Regions from separate parts of the Gossypium hirsutum genome. Here region 2 is linked to region 1. The links are chromatin contacts, called in public Hi-C maps. All regions are on one chromosome and are shown on one strand. Each heading gives the region's core, a stretch centred on a gene start, on an enhancer-like site or on the middle of the called end of the contact. The rest is flanking DNA. Distances are from core to core; before and after follow the strand shown. Region 1 holds the start of LOC107886889 (lysine-specific demethylase JMJ25). Region 2 holds the start of LOC107886879 (transmembrane protein 53).

The links. A called contact is a pair of places that touch in the nucleus more often than the background predicts.
Region 2: a Hi-C map of leaf shows a contact between it and region 1, with 1.6 times the contacts expected there. The contact joins the promoter of LOC107886879 here to the promoter of LOC107886889 in region 1. A contact is called at or near these places in 3 of 34 Hi-C or Micro-C datasets (all in leaf).

What each region holds. Positions count from the first base shown.
Region 1 is chrA03:107,545,217-107,551,011 of Gossypium_hirsutum_v2.1, reverse strand. It overlaps LOC107886889 (lysine-specific demethylase JMJ25), which reads right to left and starts at 3,559. Exons shown (of 13, transcript XM_016810988.2): 1 at 2,498-3,559; 2 at 2,268-2,392; 3 at 1,971-2,070; 4 at 1,734-1,878; 5 at 959-1,022; 6 at 72-843. The coding sequence starts at 3,289. LOC107886890 (succinate--CoA ligase [ADP-forming] subunit alpha-2, mitochondrial) reads right to left here. Exons shown (of 7, transcript XM_016810989.2): 7 at 5,369-5,723. The coding sequence ends at 5,584.
Region 2 is chrA03:107,808,795-107,814,589 of Gossypium_hirsutum_v2.1, reverse strand. LOC107886879 (transmembrane protein 53) reads right to left here and starts at 3,248. Exons shown (of 5, transcript XM_016810974.2): 1 at 2,839-3,248; 2 at 1,221-2,021; 3 at 1,004-1,109; 4 at 718-923; 5 at 1-461. The coding sequence starts at 1,948. The coding sequence ends at 194. LOC107886881 (myosin-1) reads right to left here. Exons shown (of 24, transcript XM_016810976.2): 24 at 5,458-5,795. The coding sequence ends at 5,708.

The DNA of each region.
Region 1 (5,795 bases), core at 2,310-4,809:
TTGACTCACAAATTGGTACAAAGCATCATATTCTGATAATAAGAACTAGTGCAGTTGATAACCAAACTGACCTCAGACCAATCTAAGCAATGAAGTGCCTTAACTTCCAATTGGTGATCACTTTTTTTATTTGTTACTTGACGAAAAGCACGCCACATAACCATTGGCTCCCAGCTCAAACCAGATGCATTCTCAAGGACATTGCTGACAATAACAGGCTCACCATTAGCCCAGTGCTTTTGGAAATGTTTCAAATCTCCGCTCTCAATATCTTTAGCTTTTGGACAATATAAATAGTTGTCAGTGGCATCTTCTCGAGAAGCTGCTTTCCTTAGCTTATTACTGTCAATGTCAGCTTCACCCATTGAATTGTAACAAGGACACTCTTTGTTAGAAACTTCAAGAACATGGTCAAGATTCAGAGCTTTGGTTATTTCCTCGGCCTTTCTAGTTAACTCAATAACAGCATGTTCTCCAAACATGCACCTTAACTCCAAAAGGCCATTACCACATCCACCTAAGTCCTTCGGGGGGCAGCGAATGGTGCCATTTTCATTCACCTTCCACTCAGAAGTTGCAGCATTATTTTCTTTAGAGTTAGTTTCCTCAGGGGAATCCTCTTCCTTAGAGGGCTTTAGAGCATTCCCCACTTTTGATGGCATAGAGCACTGAAGTTCTCCATGCAAGTATTCAAAACTCATGTCAGGATATTCCATAATTACTTCCCTTTGTCCACCCCGCAAATCCCCATCACGGATTTCACGGCAACATGTAAGGCACAGATCATAGTTACAATCAGGACAGCTTCTATGAAAGTCAGCAATTGAAGTTCCGCAGTAGTTACTGCAAAAAAAATAAAAAAAAATCTTGGTATCAGGAATTGCTTAAAATGAGTTCCAGCAACATACAAAATGATCTCCTTAATTTCACGATGACAAAAAATACCATAAGAACTTACCAATATACACGCTCATTCTCAGTACATATTGCCTGCTTAAGCTTTATCTGTTCTGTGGCCACCCCTACTCATTCAATAAATATGCGTTAAAAATGAACCATTAAAAAGAAAGAAATTAAATAACAATGCTCTAACATGCCATACTGATATTAACATAACAAAGTTCAAGGTCTGTCATTGGTTCAATTCCAGTCTTCCAGATATTGAAGGGCCCAAAAAATCACATTTTGGAGAAATGAAGGCAGCATAAATGATTCTTAATAAACCAACCAGCATACTAGAGAAAATATGGTGAATTGATATTGTAATGAGAAAAACTTTCATATGACGCACTAGGTAACTATAGACAAAAGAGTGTGAAGATACCACGCTGGCAGACCCCTTGAAATCAAGAACAGTCATAGTTGACTTCTTATGCCAACAAGATTGCAATACAAAATGTTTGTCATCATAATAACAAATTCTGCCAGCATAGTATCTGGAATTTCTTTTTCAACGTTCTTTCCTATAAAAGCATAGCCAGTAATCTCCAAGCAAGACAAAGAACAATCTTTACTATCCACATCAACAAGATAAACAGAGTTTCAACATTATTTATAGGATTTCAACATTATTTATAGAATCATTCTCCTAACAGATTCTACAGATTATTTTTAAAAATTAATTTCAACATCAACTATTTGATTGTAATCGCGCCAAATTAGACCCCCGTTAATCTCTGTAGAGAACAAAACTAAATTCACACAAGAACATGTCCAAATAAAGATATACATACCATTAATTTTTGCCTCAATGACCTTCTCTTTTATTTGCTCTTCACTAAATTGTTTAATGTATGGAAGAAGTGTCTGAAGCACGTATCTGGTATGCTGAACTTCTTCACAACCACTGAACTTCGGATTAAGTGTCTCTTCCAATTTCTACAAGTCATCAATTATACAATATCATAAATCAATCATGACATCATATATGCAACAAAGTGAGCAGTAAAACTATGAATTTCAGAACTAACTTTGAGTAGGCCAGTCGTCCGTAAGCATGCTTTGCAATTGCAATTCTCTCGGCAAACAGGGCAGGCATCAGCAATTTCATCCTCAGACATCTTGGGATACCTAGTCCCAGAAAGACAAAATACTTAACCAGCTAAAAGGGGAAAAAGAACAACATAGTAACATACTCACTTATGATTAAGATTGACTATAACCAGAGAGAAAAGCAGCAAAGTTCATGAGAAATTAGCAATCGCATGCAATGCACATACATTTAGATAGAAACCCATTTCCATAAAAGAATCAAGTGAAAGAAGTACCAATTTTTTATGCAAGGGATGCAATATCGTTTACTATTGCAAAGCTTGCATCTCACAACCCTGCCTTTATCATTCCTCTTGCACTGATGGCACGTTAATCTATCTTCTTTGGCAATGGTAATCCACTGTAGAAAAAGCAAAAACAAGAAGCACCAGCAACATGAAACCGAAAATGAAAGAAAAGACACATTATAAGAATAATGCAGGAATTAAAAAGCAAAAACTTTTACCTTAACATCCCTCCTTCGCTTTGAACCAGGTACAGGCTCTTCTTCTTCCCCGGGAACCCTTAAGGGCTTAACCAAATTTTCTGACTCATTCATTCCCAAAGACCCATTTTTCGCCCTTCTTCGACTCTTATCTGTATCTTTCCCTTCAATGGCTACACTTTCAGTAACTTGTTTCCTTGGCCTACCCCTTCCTCGTTTCTTTGCATGCACCGTATTATCACAATTCTCACTAATAAGACCATCTTCTTGACCTTCAGATTTCACTACTACTTCCTTCTTCGGCCTGCCCCGTCCACGCTTCTTTGGCACAAACTCATCATCTTCATTTTCTTGAACTTCGGCATAACTTACTTTCTTAACAATTGTTCTCAATCTCCGCTTTGAGCCAGCAGAATCCATATCAACGTCCTCTTTCATGGTAGCTTTACCTTCCCCGTTTGCTACCTCTAGATTCTCAACTGAAATCAAAGTGTTATTTCCTTTGACTTGAACCCCATTTTCATCCACGTTCTCCCCACTATCTTCCACGAAATCCAAACATTTTCCCTCCTCCCCTCTCTCCTCCTTTTTGCCTCTTTTCGAAGGAACTGTCACTTCTTCTTTTGTACCTCTTTTATTAGGTTTCTTCAGAGTATTCCCTTCCGAACCCCCACTTTTGATCTCTTTCCCTTCGATTCCCTCCTCTTTTCCTTCTATTTCCCTTGCTTTATCTCTGACCATGTCACTGTTTTCCTCCCCATTTCTTTCTTCGACTTGAAGCTCCGCAAAACCGCTGTTTTCTTGACTTCCCATAACCACCCGCTCTGGTTTTCCGACACTCCCTCGCAGAATCTAGGTGCTGTCTGAATTCAGCCTTTTAAATGTGCCATTCACAAACAAAGTGGTCTTGAAATTATAAAACCAAATTATTTACTTTATTATATGTTTTTTCTTATAAATAGGAAAGGAAGTTGCTTGAAATTGTAGAATATATGACTCTCCTCTTTAAATCGAAAGATTAATCTATGGAGAAACATTATTGATATTTTATTTATTATAGGTATATTTTAGTTTCTGAGAGTTTATGTAAGTTGCAGTACTGTCTCGGGTATATTAATCTAAAATTTTTCTTTCCCTTCAAGTACCACCGAATAACCTTCTAACATGTTAGGGTTTTTTGTTACATAATATAACAGTTTTAATTTATTCAGTAATGAATTAAATAATTAATTTATGCTTTTTTTATATAGGGTTAGTATAAGAGTTAGTAATAATTTAATTTATTTGATATTATTTTATTATTCACATGATATATTTTTAGTAAAAATATTGTTTATTTTAAAGAGATTTTATTTTTTTAATTTTAAGTTTAAATTATATTAATTATTCTTTATTTTATATCCAACTATTGTAATACATACATAATTATATATGGGGCTAGTAGGGGCTCCAATCCCCTAAAATGGAAATTTTTTCCTTTTGACCCTTTATAATTTATAAAATTTTGAATTAGTTATAGTAAAATTATACTTTGACCCAAAAAATAATAAAATTTTAATTTAATATTTTAAAAATTATAAAGATATAAGCTATTAAAATGGTAATTTTGTATTTTATTATCGTAAAAATATACAATTTAATTCCGACTCTTAAAAAAAATTTAATTTCACTTTTATTATTATACTAATAACCAAACGAGTCATAATTAAACTAAATAATTAACTAGCAACTAACACATTTTATTGTTATATCAATATATCCAATCACATTTAATTGATATATACCCCTTTAATATAATCATCATCAAGTTACCTTTTAAAATTACTATATTTTTAATCATGAGAGTCAAATAAGATGGTAAAAATCTCTTACCATTTTTAATCAATCAAATGGGCATAACTTCAACAATTATTTGGATCGAAAATAAATTCTTGAAAAGAATCTTTTAAGATACATCTGAACTGAAACGTTCAATCAATTTTGAAAAACATTTTAGTGCTAGGAAGTCTTTTTCAATACATAACTATCTGTAAAAATAATTTTGAAGCTTGTGTATGATTAGGTAAGGAAGCGTCAAGATATCTAAATATATCTTGCGTTTTAATAGTCTTTCGTCTCATGTATCGATCTTTTTTGAAATTTCATATTTAAATTACAAACATTCAATTCTTTTTATACATTACCGTTATACAAATAATATTGAGCCCCTCATCCTAGTTGGCAAGACATGGTCCAACTAACCAGGGTCTTCCCTGGCTAGCTCCCCAACAGAACGCCTGGTATGTATGCTCGCCAATTGTATGATTTTACCCTGCTCGTTCATATCCTTTGGGAGGTATCTAAGACACGTACAACCCCTAAGGGGATAACGTATCACGCATAGCACCTAATTACCCCTAACATGTCACATAGTGGACCATAATTTATATATATATATAAATGAGCCACACCGAAGGGGAGATAAAGAAACAAACACTCAACAAATACAATTTCAAACTCACCACTCTCACACATACCCCTCTTATAAAAACACCCAAAACTATTTTTTTCTCAAATTTAGTACAATGTAACATACTGATATGTTTTAATAAAAAAAAAAACCCAAAACTAAATTTACTAAAAGTAATCAATCAGAAGTTTATTTCATTCAAAACAGTAACACAAAGCTGAGACATCGAGTTTTCTCTTTCCAGAAAAGCAATTTTCTGGTATCGAGACTAGTGTGTGCTCAATGTGATTGGCAAATGGGCATGGGTTCATCACCTCAGCCCCGTTGCAATTCACGCCCACAACTGACAACAACAGCATGGGCATGCATGCAGCATAGACACCCCCACTCTCTCAATTCATAACAAAGAAGAGTAATAAATGGCTGAAAATGAACTTTCTCTCTTCATCAAAAGTCTCAACCTTCTCAGGTTTATTAATTTTGCATCGACCCAACCATCAAACTGTTGCTTTTCTTTGGTTGGGTTTTTCCCTCATTTCAGTATAAAATTGATTTTTAACAAAAACAATGAAAGCATTTCAAACAAGTGTGTCACCTGAAACTAATCCAGGAAATGTTGTTTCGCTTCTTTTTTTTTCTAGGGAAAATCACACATACACTAATTAAGGAGACCTCTTTGCTTGAAAACCTCATGCATTGCAACACCAATCTTGGCAGGTGATTCAACAACTGTCACTCCAGCTTCTCTTAGAGTCTTTATTTTGTCCTGTGCCGTGCCCTTGCCTCCTGATACTATAGCTGTTTGTAGGCAAAACATGGAGTTTTAAGAAACTGTATAATAATAAAACATGGAATATTGCCCTTAGAAGA
Region 2 (5,795 bases), core at 1,999-4,498, 260 kb before region 1:
AGAATGAATTTGCCATATGTAAATACAAGTTTGAGATTACAGAACTCGAGATTTTAACTTCAAACATGTTGAATGTTATCAGTTCTTCACCGATCTCTATTCGAGTACTGGCTTTGTGAGTGTATAAACTATAGGATTTTCCTTTTAAAAATAAAAAATAAAAGAACTTGGTTATGGCAGTGCTTCAATGTACTTAAGAATGTCCGCAACAAGTATGCACACAGTCCTCCAAAAACTGGCTGAGCTGACTCGTATACAGATTTGGGTCATTCCTAAAATGATCAACATGTGGTGAGGAGACGAAGTTGCACGCCCGAACTTCGCGCCCCAATCTCTTTTGCTTCTCTATGAAGGATTCCACGGAATGCGCAGGGATGACTCCATCTGCAGAGCTGTAAATATATAACTGTGGACAGGTAGGTTGTTTGTATGACAGCAAACCCATAACATCAGAAAGCCTCCTGCAAGATGATAAGATATCAAGTTTTGTCAATTTTAATGAACATCGGGATGACTTCTGGAGGCAATCATAAATCACATTGGAGAATGCATTAAAGCAAAGAGAGAAATATATCATGCATAAAAATATTCAAAAAGTTGTGCACTGCAAATGATTCTTAGTTGCAAAGTAAGCTTTTCAATGACTCAAACATTGGGAAGTAGATCAGAGAAGTAAAAAATCGTGAACTTATTTACCGGTTTCAAGGGGATTATTACCTGTTAATACTAGGAAGATTCAAAACCACCTCAAAGAACTTCTCCAGGACTAGTAGCATAGCAGCTTCAGTTACTGCAGGCTTGGGTTTTGAGGCTTCACTTTTGCCAGTTGATGCCTCCATATCCGATTCACTTGAGTTCGCAGATCCTTTTGTTGCAAAACTACGTTTCTTCAGAAAAGCGGCAGAGAAACCCGAAGCCCAGACCTGAAAATAATAATATGAAAATGATTTATTAAGCATTGCCTTTGTACTGAACTGAAACACATGCTTTAAGCATCATTTACCTGAGGGTCAGGGGCCGCAACAGGGGCTGAATCCACAATGCAACCTTTGATCCTTTCCGTTAAAGAAGGATCTTCTTTCTGAAACTTCTCAAGAATAGCTCCGTACCTGCAACAAGATGAAACCCGACACAAAAATCACTTCAGATAACTAATATAAACAATAGAAATGTTGTTCTTCATGCATGTATGTACAAATGTACTTGTGGAGATAACTTACATTAACCATCCAGTATTGCTAAAAGTGTGGAAAACCAGGTTTTTTCCATGCTCCTCTTCTAACCAATCAGCCAAGTGATTCACAAGCATGTCTACGTTTTGCTCGGCTTTCCCACCGGCTTGGTAACTGAGAATGTCAACCATCGGAAGTGTGAAAGTAATGACATGGTATCCCCTTGAAGTATACCACTCTGCATATCTCTGGAGATGTTTCTGCTTGGATCCTAACCACCCTAACAACACGACAACCGTACGAGACTTCACCGATGAACAATCTGAAGTCCCAGAAATATCGAACGCAGTCGGCTCAGGCAAATGCCATCTGTACAAAGCATCAGGCACTGTGGCAGGAACACTCTCCGGAAATGCAGCTGGCTTAGATCCTTTAGCTAACTCAGCTGACTGATATAAATTAACCAACAGAGGAGACGAAGCAATAGAAGAACATAGCATGTTCGGAACGAAATTCCGGCCTGAATTCGGAACCGGAAAGTTAAAAGTAGGTAACGGTACTCGAATCCTAGTAACAAAAGACAAGTTGGCAAGCTTGGAAGCTGATATAAGAGCAACCAATGATGAATTGGACTCCGGTAAGGAATTGGACATGGAAGTTTCAGTATCCGATGTAGGAGATGGGAGTTTAGCAGGAAAATCAACAGAAACAGACGCCATTGCAACAGCAGCAGCTGCCATTAAAGGACGTTGAATGACTCCAGACATGGATCCCATATTGAACCAATATGAACAAATCCCAAATAAACATTACAAATCAGTGCAAAAGTCTCAATTTAACGAGGGTCACCTGCAAAAAGGATAAGAGGATCAAATTATGACCCAACAGATGGAATAAAACACGAGAAAAGCAAGCAAGAATGTGTTAATACAATAAGCAAGCCAAGGTTGACATGTTCTATAGTCAAAGCTTTTATTATATAATTACTGGTCTTATTAAATGAAAGGAAAGGTAACCGAAAATGGGGTTGTCAAAAGATAGATATTGACAGCCTGGCAAGTTGTTGTATAGACAACACAGCGCCCACCGACCATGAACTATAGATTAGATTAAAACATAATGGGGAAAATTAAACAAGAAATAGCGCGTGCTTGGTCAGTTTTTAAAATAGTATCTAATAAACAAATAAAGGACACGGTTTCCTTGTCTAAGTCTTCATGCTTAAAGAACATGACAAAGATTGATGAAGAGCTGACCAATGAGTCCGACGATTTAGGAGCCCGTGGGGGTAGTTTAGACCATGACCCAATTTCCAAATTCCAATAGGATAGGGGTTTCTCGAAAGGAAGACTCTGCCGTGTAGAGGGATAGGAAATGAGTCAACTCGATCACGGCTCTAGTGGAATAACACGGTTAACCAAGAAACTCGAAAACCGTATGGCGGGTCAATTTTTGAATGGTGTTTTTTTTTTTTTTCCTGAGAATAAATTTTGATAAAACGAAACGAAATCACTGAAATAATTAAATATGAAGTTAATGGAATCCAAACGGCGGATGGCAAAACGAAAACCCAATTCAGAAAAACGAAGAATCAAGAAATCTCATTAAAATAATAAGACCAAAGAATTTTGAACCATTAATAAATTAATAAATAAATAAAAGTCACCTTGCTGAATGAACTCAACTGAAGATGAATGTAAAAGCGGATTGGGTCTCTCTTTTTTTGTCCTTTTTGTTTGATTGATAATGAAAAAGAAAGAATGCTGAAGTGTGGGTTTCGCTTTTTCGTGACAGTAAATAATGCGCCCTGCCTCTCTTCTCCTTGCCTGCAAATATATTTCTTCTTGCTTTCCTTGGTTCTTTTCTACCTCTTTATATCTTATATATATACACAAGCGTATGTGTATATATATATATCTTTTGGGTTGTGTTAGTCTCTTAGAATTGCCTGTATTGCACGCTAATAGTTTTCTGTAAGCAACAATATCGCTATTGATTATTTTCTAATAAAAAAAGAAGCAGAAAAAAAACCCAAAGCAGAAAAGGAGGAGGTTTATATATCTATATTTAGCGATAGAGGGAGTTCATATAAAAGAGAGAGAGGTGTCGATTACTCTAAACATGTTTAGAGTTGCTAGTAGGGTTTTGAAGTGTTATCAGTAAAATATGATAAAATGTAATTCAACCCTATTTTGTATAATCGATAATAAAAGAATAAGCGAATTTATTTAACGTGATGATAAAATTTTTAATGTAATTTAGTGACACTATAAGTTCGTATAAAAAAATTGTTCTTTGATCCAAAAGAATGACCTAGTAAAATAGATCGAATGAAGTAATTATATATTGCAATAATAATTTTAAAGTCATTACAATTTTAATAGAAAAAGACATTAATACCTGAACTTAAATTTTGAATTTTGAAATGTCAATACAAAATTTTACGCACTTACTCTTTTGAATTGTTGATACAAAATTATTTTTTTATACGAACAAATGTGAACCATTTTATTATTATAATAATAATAATTTTAAAGCTAAAATATTTAAAAAATTAATTTACTATTTTAAAAAATTTCTGAAACCTTAAATTCTCAGAAACCTTAAATTTTTAAATTTATTTAAAAATTAAGAATAAAATAAAAAATCAACGGTTGATAAACGTCTATGAGTATACAAACTTTCAGCTTTCTTCTTTCTTTTTTATTTCTTTCAACAATTCTGGACGGTATATCCTTCAAAACGGCATTGGCTATCCCTAAATTCTGTCTAAATGAAAACTGAACAATATTTTGCATTAAAAAAACACATTTTATTAAAAGATGAGACGAAACTTTAAATAAATTTCTTAATGAGTTTTAAATTGATTTAGCTTTAATTCATATTTAATATTACTTTTTTAATTAAAAGTATTTATAAAAAATATAAAGTATAAAAACAAATTTTTTAATAATAAATTAAATTCCTGTACATCCGAAAGAAAAAAGAAAATTGGAAGTGCAATATTAAACAATCCATGTAGTTTGGAGGATAATAATATTCCAAAAGATGATGGATGGCATATGCCCATACCCTTTCATTGTTAACATTTGTCCTTTCCTATCTCTCTTTTATTCCAATACGTATATAATTTGGAGTCCACATTTTTTTTCTAAGGGTTTTGAGTTATTTCCACTTCACTAAATGTATGGTATCACTAGAATAACTTATAGAAGTTAATTTTTCTATTTCAGCAATCAAGGTCTCCATTCCATCAACCCTGATGTTACTCTTATATAAGAGAATTATCAAGTGACCACCATTGATGCATTGGAAACTATTATCGAACAACTTTGTTAAGATAAATAATTATGATATTTAATATGAGAGTAAATTTCGAAATGAAGAGGATAAATCATTTAAAATCTAATTTTTATATATCTTTAATGCGGTTAGAGTCTTATTCAATTGGTTTATAAGAATTTTTGTTTACCTTTTTTATTGACAAAGTAAATACGTTTCTAGTGAAAATTTAAAATTTCAAATTTGTATCTCTCTTATATTAAATTTTAAAAAAAATCACATTTCTTAATCAATTACTTGGGTCATGTCTACGTCTTAATTGTTACTTAAGGTTAAAATATCTCTTACTCAAAAAGAGAACTTTTTTTTTCTTTTATTTATTTTAAATTGGTGAAACTATAAATAAAGAAACAATTAAATAGGGATAATTACAACTCATTTGTATTTTTAAAAAATAAATCTCAAAATTATACTTCAACTATGATTTATTGTACAAAATATATATATGAACTTTAATTTTTATATAATTTTATCCATGAAATTTTAATTTAATCCAATTCTTATAAATTATTAACAATTATTGATATAATATACATACATTAATAATTATATTTATTCAATATAAAAAATAAACTAATGTATTTATTTAAATAATTAAATCAAAATTCAAATTCAAATATATTTGAACCACAATTAAAATTTCACCTATATAATTACAACAAATTAAAATTCATATATACAAGTAGACATTAAATCAAAATTAATGTATAATTTTAAAATTTATTTTTTATTAAAAAATATATTTATTTTTCAAATATATATATATATCTGCTGCTTTTAAAACAATTTACGGACACTTCTCATTAACAATAAAAGATAAAAATAAAAACTATACAGTCTTTTCTTTTTAACTTGATAAAATGACTCAATTGTTTTATATATCATTATTTTTTTAATTTATATTTGAAAAAATAAATTCATCATTCGCTTTCAGCAACAAATAAAGACCAAACTTTGTAGGCATAAAGATTACAACTTTTCGATGAAAAATAATAATATACATACTTAAATTTTATGTATGCACTTAAATGGATCGCCTCTTTAGTAACCAAATCGCTTGTAAAAATACTCTCAATTTCTATATGAATTAATTCCTGCCAACGTATAGAATATGCAGCTAATAGCAAAACACCGGAAGCAACTATTGATCAACTAGAAAGAATAATAGTAGTAGATGTGAATATATATAGTTTTTAAGTGTACCTTGTGCTGTTCCTCCTGCCCCACCACTTCTTTTTCACCCTGTCAAGTGCACCTTCTTCGTTTCCGAGTTTATTCAAT